Regions from separate parts of the Gasterosteus aculeatus genome. Here region 1 is linked to region 2. Evidence: chromatin contacts called from public Hi-C data. All regions are on one chromosome and are shown on one strand. The core of a region is the stretch at or near the end of the contact, and the rest is flanking DNA. Distances in the headings are between cores, read along the strand shown. Region 1 has its middle 23 kb from the start of LOC144388724. Region 2 holds the start of igfbp5b (insulin-like growth factor binding protein 5b).

Region 1 (5,097 bases), core at 220-2,719, 160 kb before region 2:
TGCCACTCACAGTGGAAGCTGGCGTCATTGTCACGTTTGCACTTGTGCTGTGAAAGAGGAGACCCTGACATGAACCCAAACCACTTGCTGGCTCAGCTTCTGACTCCCACCGCAGTAAAACAACAACTGATCCACTGAGTGTTTCATTAGGTTAACAAGCTCTATATCTTCCTTTTCGCTCCTTTTTATCCACTCTTAAAAAAAGGGAGATTTCCTCTAAAAATCTTTAGACAAAACTCAGCATGGAGTAGCGAAAAACAGGTCGCTGCTCCATGCAGCTACATACCGTACCACACTGTACAAAACGGTCATGTTTTAAGTTAACATTGTAGTAACATATCATATTGTTGTAGAGAGACACTGTAACCGTCAAAACCAAAAAACTGCAACATTATATTTCCAACAAGTTGTCTACATAGTTTCTGTGAAGAGGCAGAGGGTTAACTGGTTAAAATCCATTCAGCAGTAGTGAGAGAGGAGCCAGCGGAGGGATAATCAAGGCCCTGTTGCCAAAGGTCATATCGCAAAGCCCCATCTGCTCCCTGACCTTGACCCCTACGCCAAATCACCCTCAGCTGTGTGTATGTGAGTGTGTTAATACGTACATGTGTGACACTGGTGCTGCTACACTACCCCGAGGGCTTAAGGGGGGTTCAGGGGATGGAGAGGTGGCCACCTTTGACCTTTCTCCATTTCTGTGGACTCTCAGTGTCACAGCCACAGCTGCAGCAACCAGCAGGTGTGGCGACTCATTTTCAGCTCGGAGCTGCAACTCCCAAAAACCGCAGAACCATTGAGTTTGAGGCCCAGAGATTTTGATGCTCTCTTTGCTCGAAAACGCTGCTAGATAATAATAAGAGTTGTACTATATCCTATAAATGGTCAAAATAAATACTATATATGTCCTCACTAATATATATAGATATGTAAGCATACATGACCAATAAAACTGAATGTGATACTGATTATGATTCACATGCGATAAAAATGAAATAAAGATACAACATATATTTTAACTTAACTGCAGGAATGTAAATTGTGAACAGATTTGATTTCAGCCTGTGAGAATGACCCAATAACTTGAACTGTGTCCAGGAAACACAGCGTCACCAGCAGCACAACACCCATAATTAAAAGAATTGCTCATATTGATGCATGCACTGAAGCATCCATTCTGAGTGCTCTACTGGCAGCTGGTGGGGGCAGTCCGCCCTCATGGCGGTCTTGTGGGGGCTAGAGGGAAACATCTCCAAACTGTGAATTGTGTGTATGTGCATTCTTTCAAGCCTTCAACATCTACTGTAGGAGCCAAAAGACATACTTTTCAAATGGACAAGTAGCCCCCACACACACATACGCACAAGTGTAAATCTGCCTTTGCCAGGCTGTTTGTGTTCATGTGGGGCAGATGGGCGAGCGCTGTGCCAGGCCTTGGTAGGGGGCCGTGGCGTGACCAGAGTAGCAGTCTGGGCCGTGGGCTACAGCCTCACAAGCACAGCAGCCTGGCAGGCAGCGCTGGCTCTTGGCTGACCTCTGCCTCCATCAGGCTGCCCTCACTCACTCACCTCATTAGCTTGACAGGAGCAACCAAACAAATTGAGGGCATCATAGAGCTCACAGCACTTCCATGGGAACCCCGCCCCTCCCAGCCCCCCCCCCGACCCCCTCTCTTCTTTTAGTCATTTTGGTATATGTGCTGTCCACAAACACACACCCACGTGTAAACACCGATTTCTACTTAATGGGGTGGCAGAGGTCGTGTTTGAACAAACAGAAGAGGATATCTGTAGAGTGTGTGTAGGGCATGCACAAGTTTCCCCAAGCAGAAGCACATCCAAACACACACATATTTAACTGCATCCAGGATTGTAAATTGAAGCCAGGTAGTAGATGAGATCATGCAAAGTCTCTATTAAAAAAAAAAATCAACCTTTCATGAAAAGTCCTCATTAATTTAGGTTGGGTGCAATTGTAACATCATGCAGGACTCCAATCTTTGGCAGAACAAGTGAAACACACCCTAAACGTTACTGTGAGGAACTCATCATTTGTTAGGTATTAGCCTCAATTTCATACTAATGGCCATAAATAACCTACAGAAGTATGTGAGACAGGGAGACTTTTCTTCAGCTTAGCAGGGTTCTTCAGATGCAATCAGCACCATACCCACATCTGGTGACATCAACAACTTCAACCTGCAGAGGCTGTCAGATCGTGCTGCAATATAATGGGAGGTTTTCTAAAAAGACTCTGGGACACTACTGCCTTTGTCCACAGGGGCCGCCAAATGTTATGTCCGCTTTAAAGCAGGGATGCTCAGTTTTTTGACTCACAAGCTACTTGTCAATCAACCAAGTCATAGCGATCTACCCTCCTCATGAAGTTGTTACACCTTTGCCAATTTGTTAAATTGCCTTGCAAATAAATGCTTTGCTATTTGTTAAAATCCAAATCCTTTCATGTAATGATTTTTCACATGTAATTTCTATTAGCTCACACAAACACTTCAACCATTTGTTCTTGGCCCGGCTCCTCCGTCACATTTTACAACCCATTGTGGCCGTGAGTCAAAAAGTTTGCCGACCTGCTATAGACCTGTCCTAGGAGGGACATCTAATGGACAACCAAGTACTGCAAACTAGACTATTATGCAGCTGTAGACACAACACAGGGGGTCCCTGGGCCTGAAAGGGAAGAAAAGGAGTTTAATATGGCTATTAAATGTGACTAAAACTAGACTAAAACAATTACATTTTAGTCTAGTTTTTGTCAACGAAACTAGGCTAAAACTAAGAAGGAGTAAAATGACTAAATGTGACTAAAACTAATATGCATTTTTCGTCTAAAGACTAAGACTAAATCAAAAATAGCTGCCAAAATTTTTGAATTAAATGAAATTTGTCCGTTAGTAATCAAGGATCACTTATTAGCACTACCAAGCTTTCCGTTAACTCCCGCGGTCGAGCGTGCATGCATGGTGCAACGGAAGGAGCTCTACTGCACTGCCTTGTTGATTGACCGGTCATTCACAATCGGCGTATTGGGCACCCTGGCTTTAAAGGAACCCCATTGCTGTGCGATGAGCTCTACTTATTGGTGTACGTTCCATCCCGTTGCACCTTTTGAATTGTGATCCCATTATGCAATCTACCACAAAGTGAAGAAGAGATTTCAACTTGAATCAAAGATTTCAAATATATATATATATATAAATCCGAAAATATTAAATCTGCAACCGAAAAATATAATACCAAATATCAAAAAATATATATAAGTGAAGAATGAAATATTTCATTAAGAAAAATAAAGACCTCAGTCAAAACTACCCAAACACTCTTCATCCACTTATTTTTATTTTGAATTCATTGTGATATTTTTCATGTTTCATTGCATGTTCAAGACCAAAATTCTGTAGCAACTGGAAATCTATACCTCGACACATTCCGTATTCGCAATGGTGACACTAGTGAAGTGTGACATTTTACCGACGTAGTTCCAAGCTGGCTCAACTGTTATTAGAGCGCAGAGGGTAAAGGGGCGGGACATAGCAGGGGTTAATTGTTCTTCCTTTTCCGTTATGCTGCGAACGTTGGGGAAGCAGCACTGCCGTCAAACAACGGGCTTGGCAATGTGTGGCATTTGAGAAGTGAGCCAGATCTGGAGGTGAATTAAGTCACAGGTGGTGTTAAAGGGGTGGTAAAGAGACGGCAGCCAGAAGGGAGGCAGAAAGATGGACGTGTTCCGGTACTTTACAGCCAAGAGAGAGAAGAGCTATCGAGGCGATGGACGAGAAGGGCTTTGTACTCGAGGCCTTACATAAAATGACATAATATGACTTCTGTCCTAAAAGTTTTGGTTTCTAGATTCTTGTCCTGCGAGTTGAGACCCGGGCATGAAAAAAGTAATGCATCAGGAAAAAAAGAGGCATCAATGAGCAGATATGGATACTAGGTAACAGCTGATAATATTTATAAAGACCACACTGAGAAGAGAAAAAAGAACCTACATGTGTAAATACTACAGCCGCTGCACATATGAGTGAGCTCAGGCTCCCTTTAAACTGTGACCACCATACACAAAGAGTCCAGCATGTCTGTCTGGTCCAATGCATGCGATGGACGTGCTTCAATTGTGGCGCATCAATTTACTTTTTGTTTGCGGTCTCACTAGCCTGTACTCCTAAACATCTTCCTGATAAAAAGACGATGAAATATGATGTGTCCCTAATGCGAACCATGCTCTCTGAGTGAGCAAAGAGGACTGTGCTCTCCCAGCCTCCTGCACAAAGAATAAATAACATTTCCCGTTTCAGAACGAGCAGGCTTGTCCTCCTGTGGCTTAAAACATGGATCTCCACTGAACTTCCCTGACTGCAGATAGGGTTCAATCATCAGGCAACAGTGGATTTATTAAGCTACATCTGGGTTTGTCACTATAGAGCTGAAGTACAGAAGAACTGTAAGGGGATGTGATGGAGTGGCTTAGAGCGTGTACGAGGGAATAGAGTGGAGCAGGGGTAAATAGCCTTTTTTTAACCATTTATTTTCATTCTGGCAATCAATGTTTTGCCTTTCACATAAACATTTGAAACATTATTAGTCAATGGCTCTCTCAAAAAACGAAAGCTCAGGGTGGCTTCAGCTATCTTTAATCTCATAGCAAAGAGTCAAAGCTTTTAGACATCTGGTCATGACATCCAACATCGAGGGCAGTGATTAAGTGACAGCCGTCGCCAGCACAGCACCAAAACAGCACCAAAACAGTCAAGAGGTAACAGTGTTTGCAGCTGCAGAGGTCAACAATTCAAGCCACCAAACACAGACAATGAAATCTATCCTTGGAATCGGTTTTCGCTGTAGGACTATCCGTCTCTTTTCCCTTTTCTTTCTCACTCCATCTCCCTCTTTCTATCCGTCTGTCCTTTTGTGTGTGTCCTGTTCTTCCCCTGTTGCCTGGAACCACATGAAAGGCGGGCACGAGAAGTTCAGCTTCCTGTGCTGGGTGAGGTCCAAAGACCCACTGAGAATATGAAAGGAGCTGCAGAGGGAAAGACAAAGTGAACTAAGAGATTTGGGACATATTTATTCCTGGACAAAG
Region 2 (5,666 bases), core at 702-3,201:
TACCGCTCATGTTGGTTTTGGAGGGAGCACTGACTTACACCACAGTGCTTCGCTCCGGAGCTGGCTGGTGAGAGGTTGAACCATCAAAGTTCACTCGGTGCAGTTTCTGCGGCTGCTGGATTAATTTGAGACCTCTTTTTTTTGGTTTTTCTTTTTTTTCTATGGATCTGTCGTTTTGTGTCAAGCTCTGAAAAAGAGGAAACGTCTGTCTGATCCAGATGTTTATGGTTGAATGCAAAAGTTGGGAAGTGATAAGCATGGATGAAGACGTGTAAGAGAAACCGGAGGAAAAGCCATGGAAATAAAAAATAAAAAAAGAGTCAAGATATGTAAACGGTGGTTCTGGAACCCTTCGACATCCTCTGTAAACCAATTTTTAAACAATCATGGCTGAATTGAAGTAAAGGAAACACTAAACATGTGCCACACTAATGCTGTGGTGAAAACAAATCACATTTCTGAGAGCTATTACAAAGACATTTTGAAACGCCCATTATAATGCAATTTCATGTAAGTGAGATTAAGCATTTATACGGTCACTAGTTCCATGTAGAACACTTTTGGTTTTGAATAAATACTTCAGTAGCTCTATTTATAGATCCATGTGTACCTTTGTAACAGCAACATGCCCTCTACACCGTGCTATTGCTGCTCTGACAGCATATTCATTGCGTCGATTCTTCGAGTTCCCAAGTCTACTGAGGTGGACATGTGAGTCGACTGCTGTGCACAGTTTATCATTGTTAACAGTGCCTTCTAGTGGTCAACTGCTAAACCAAGTTGAGAGTAAATCATCTCCCTGTGGAGGTACAAATGATAGCCGCGTTCAGGGAGTGGCCGCGTGGACGTGAATGGATGTGAGAAGGACAGGCAATATACAGCTTCCTGACACGACGCTATTACTTAAGGACGAAAATCTGCCCTGAAAGCAGCAGAGATGGAAATAACAGCCCTGGATGGGCTGATTTAGAGGGCATATGCGGTGCAGGCACGCAGAGCACACGCTGAAGCAATCAGGCATTATTCTGAATATAGGCTATAAAATAATAGGCCCGCTTGCATTTAACTTGTCAGGTTGATGCTTCAAATCTCGAAATCCTTTCCCCTCTTTTACTCTTGTTTGTCTTTCTTCTGGATCACATGACTCTCTCTCTCTCAGTGTGTGTGTGTGTGTGTGTGTGTGTGTGTGTGTGTGCGTGTGTGAGAGGGACAGAGACAGAGATGCTAGTGGATTTTGCTTCTGGCTACAATTACACGTAGGATGTCCAATGGAAGCAACAGGTGCAGACTAGGTGAGTTATGGTCCAGGGTAAGTGTCCCTGCGCGTGTCATCTCCACAGGAAAACCAACCGGAAGAAGAGATATAGAAAAGCTGTAGATGTATCAAAAATATATGGTACAAATAACTGCAAGTCTATGTTTGTGTCCTAACCTGTAAATAAGTGAATGATTCCATAGGAGACATTTGGTCTTTCTGGTGCTTTTGGAAAAAAACGTAAATGCAAAGCATCCTTTTAGATTTCCCTTTGATGCTTTTCCTTACTAAGTATATTCCTTTCAATCCATCATAATGGATGTATGGATGCATGACTCCACCAGAGTTACCAACAAATTATTTTTCACCAACCAGAAAGAATGATAAAGTAAAAAAAAATATTTCCCCAAAAATGGAAGTTAAAAATGTTTTTATTTTCACCAAATTGAAATATACATGTTATTTGTGATTTTTGTGTTATTTCTTACATTGTGGGCCCCTCTGCAAAGAGACTCTCTAATCATGGACGTTTTCCAAGATTACAAGAATCTTCTCAAAAACCGTATTGAAAAAAAAAAAGATACTTTTTTGATGTAGCTGCATGGATTATGTGCGCGGTACTATAAACGTCACCTCCTGCAGCGTGGAGCCCTCTAAACATGCGCCGTGGAGAGCGTGGAGCTGCAGCTGCAGACAGTGAAAGCCCGCAGGTCTCCCCGGTGCTGTGCGCGCTTGGATGAGGGCTGCCTTTGCTCTCTCCGCTGTTGCCTCTTGCTACTCGGCATCAGCTCAGCCTTCAGGGCGAGAGCAAGAAGTAGAAGCAGAAGAAAGAAGAAAAAAAAAAAAAAAAGAAGAAAAAAAAAAGTTTGGCCGCCTGCCAAGTCGTGGAACAAGTGCGCCTCCCTCCCTCGCTGTTTTGCATAGCATATTCAGTTAGGGGTTTGGGCTCGGCTGTTTTTAAAAGGCAAGGCAGCTCTCCAGTTGATCAGTCTGCTCAGGAAACTTCTGCTGGAGAAAGTACTGGAGCCCAAACTGAAGGGGAGAGAAGTTGAGGTTTTGTGCAAAGAATTTCTTTACGCTTGCAGAGGACATCTCTAAGGGGGAGAAAAAAATCACAAATATATATTTTTTTTCCAGTTGCAGTTGATTTGAACTGTTTTTGCAGGGTGCACGGCGCAGAGCCTCCGTTAATTAATGTGTTTTAAGCAAATAGCAACACTCTTGGATAAAGACTCCTGGCTTTAGCTTTAAAAAAAAAATCGGATTATCTGACTGAGGCATTGTGCTTAGACCAGTCTACTTTTGTTCCCCCTCCTCTTCGCATTTGAGGTTTATGCTTATAACTGAAGAGAACACCAACAATGTTTCTGAGTCTCTGCCTCTTGGTGACATTTATCTTGGGACTGTCCGGGTGCTTGGGCTCATACGTGCCGTGCGAGCCTTGTGACCAGAAGGCGCTGTCCATGTGCCCTCCGGTCCCGGTCGGCTGCCAGCTGGTCAAGGAGCCGGGCTGCGGCTGCTGCCTTACGTGCGCCCTATCCGAGGGACAGGCGTGCGGCGTGTACACCGGGACGTGCACCCAGGGCCTGCGCTGCTTGCCGAGGAGCGGCGAGGAGAAACCCCTGCACGCCCTTCTCCACGGCAGGGGAGTGTGCACCAACGAGAAAGGATACAAACCTGCCCACCCGCCCATAGGTAAGACGCGCACCGGCTGCCCGGGCTCAATGCATGCGTCGGGATCGACTTGGGAATGTGTGTTCGGCTGCCGGATGTAAATATAATATATATATAATATATATTTTTAAGCGTCGTTTAGATTGGGGACAGCAGTGCGTGATATATCTTGTCCCATGGGGGGTTCCACTGTGTGCTGCTGCGGGATTGCGCCCATAGCGGGAAATACACAAACAACTAGAATCGAGGTTACTTCACGATTATACCTATTTACCCCCCCACAGCAAGGTGAAATTACATGTATTTATGTCATACGTTTGCCAGATCCAGGAGGGGGTGGGGGGTCCTGGGTCTCCGGGTGGGGACTGTAGGAGAAGCGGTACCCGCTGCTCTCTGACGGAGCGCCTGTTTGACAGATGGTTTGAGGGGGCCGTCTGATTAACTTGTATCCACCGCCTCGATTAAACTGCCCCCCCCCCCCCCCTCTCCCCCCGAACCCACCTCCCCCCACCCCCCATGAGCTTAAAACACTCCTCCTTCCCCTCGTGACACGAACGCGCCGTCGGCCGAGCGCCCTGCGGGCTCTGCGTTCTGGGCTGGAGCGGCACCGTCGTGTTGAACGCTGGTCGCAGTCGCCGCACACACGCACGGCGACCAGGCTTTTTTTTCTCCTCTGCTGCGGTAACAACGCACATGATGCCCCCCCCCCGTCCCCGTCCCCGTCCCCAACCCCGCGGTTGGAGTCGTGTCTCCGGTGCGGGGACAGTGGGTGTCAAACTGCGGTGTATAGCGATGAGCAGCGCACTGCCTCCACAAAGATCCGGGCAGTTAAACAAAAAAAAAGCAGTTCCGTTTTATCTCTAAGGGACACTAAGGAGACACGTGACACAGTTCAGTTCGTCTCATTTCCACTCTTGTAACAAGTGTCTGTCCCACGCGCGCGCGCAGGAGCGCATCACGCTTTTCTACCTCTTTTCTATTCTTCTTCTGCCTTTTTGAATTATCATTCGCACCTTGACGTCAGACAAATCGGGAATAAGCAACAGGATTCCACTCCGCGACAAAACCCCAAAAAAAGAGAGAAAAAAAGCGCACGGCATCTTGTTAAAGCGGAATGCAGATCGATTTAGGGCTGCAAGCTGCCGCGAGCGTTGCGTTCAGAGTCGGATTACCGCTAAATCTGTATGCGTGACAGAGACTCAGAGAGAGAGAAAAAAAGGAAAAGTCACGGAGACAGTTAGACGAGGAGAAAGACAGCGCAGCCCTGAATGATTTAAGGCATTTCTTGCCGTGGCTGGGGGGACGGGAGGGGGGAGACGGGGGGGGGGGGGGGGCACTGTCGCTCGAGAGTTTTTAGCAGCCTGTCAACAACTAGGTGGTAACCACAAAGGGTTCGGCCGCACGCCTCATTCCATAAAACAGGCCGCCACCGGGGCTCATTTTGGGGCTGTTGACAAGAGTCATTAAGCCGCTCGCGCCCCAGAGCGCGGAACACCTCTCCACTTAATGACGTCACGGCCCGACGTGGTTTGTCCGCGCACGCCGCCGGTTTACTGAAACGCGCCCGAGAGAACCTCGCGCTCCACTGGGCGGAGGCGCAGCGGCTCTCGGGTCCCGCGGGTTCGCTCATCGCTTATCGGGGCGGGGCGGCGGCAGCGTGGGCGCGCATTGTCTGTGTGAATGATGACACCTCCGGCGGTTTCGTCTCGCTCTGCCTTCGAACACAAAGCACACGCACGCACGCACACAGACGCGGTTCCTGACTTCTTTATTGGCCCGCGGAGGTAAATCACAGCATCTTCTCTCTCTCTCTCTCTCTCTCTCTCTCTCTCTCTCTCTCTCTCTCTCTCTCTCTCTCGCTCTCTCTCTCTCTCTCTCTCTCTCTCTGGCCTCTGGCGCTGCATCCGCTGCATGGGCGCGCATTCACAACGCAGTGATTCAGCAGAATGTGATTCAACAGAATGTCTCTCTCTCTCTCTCTCTCTGTGTGGCCCGGTACTGGTCTGGTACTGGTGAGGTGAGCTTCTGGTTTCCTGTGGTGTGGGGTTGCAGCTGTCATTGTGCTGCTGAGCAAACCAAACACTAGGAGGAGGAGCTCAAGTGTCCGCAAGCCTACTAAATATTGACCTGGGGCAGCCTGAAAGTGGGAGAGGAGGAAGAGAGGAATATTTTGCCATCCTGCAGCCCTAACTCTCCCCTAACCCCTGGCCTTCTTTTTTTTTCTTCTTTTCTTTAAAGCTCATGTAGAAAAATGGACCCTGGCCGTTGCTCCGCGACTCACATTTAGCTGCCGCTGCGCTGCGCCAAGGCGTTTGCTGCTGGGGCCACTACGACTTTGTTGGCCCCCCTACGGGTGAATAAGCTTGCCAACAGATATGACTTCATGGCGGCAGGCCCCCTCATCACCTCAAGCTTCTCAAAGGGGCCTTATGTTTTAAAAACGCATTGTTCTTTGCCAAGAAACCAAAGATGATTAGGGAGTGGTTCCAAATGCAGAATACTCGACACACACACGAGCAAAAATACTATGCCCTCTTATTAGCATAGCAACAGGAAACCCGGTGCCTTTACTGAACTCTTCAATACTTTGCATTCGCTCTCTGTGTGCGTTCCGTCGGAGTTAGTGATTTTTCCACATGTCGCATTACGGCAACGGCAATCGAGTCGGGCAACTGTAGACCTCCGACACTTTGCTGTTCGCCAAAGAACTTCCCACACGCATGGTTGCAGCTGGTTG

Evidence for each region. A called contact is a pair of places that touch in the nucleus more often than the background predicts.
Region 1: a Hi-C map of skeletal muscle shows a contact between it and region 2, with 2.7 times the contacts expected there. The contact joins the enhancer-like site here to the promoter of igfbp5b in region 2. A contact is called at or near these places in 3 of 6 Hi-C or Micro-C datasets (liver and skeletal muscle).

What each region holds. Positions count from the first base shown.
Region 1 is chr16:6,513,848-6,518,944 of fGasAcu3.hap1.1, reverse strand. No RefSeq gene overlaps it. Among protein-coding and RNA genes, the nearest start is that of LOC144388724, 23 kb to the left of the region's middle. Within about 2 kb of position 1,469, at least 2 of the 9 cell types and tissues checked have open chromatin away from gene starts, as enhancers often do. A contact at or near this core is called in liver, where this site is marked.
Region 2 is chr16:6,350,546-6,356,211 of fGasAcu3.hap1.1, reverse strand. igfbp5b (insulin-like growth factor binding protein 5b) reads left to right here and starts at 1,951. Exons shown (of 4, transcript XM_040201921.2): 1 at 1,951-2,950. The coding sequence starts at 2,617.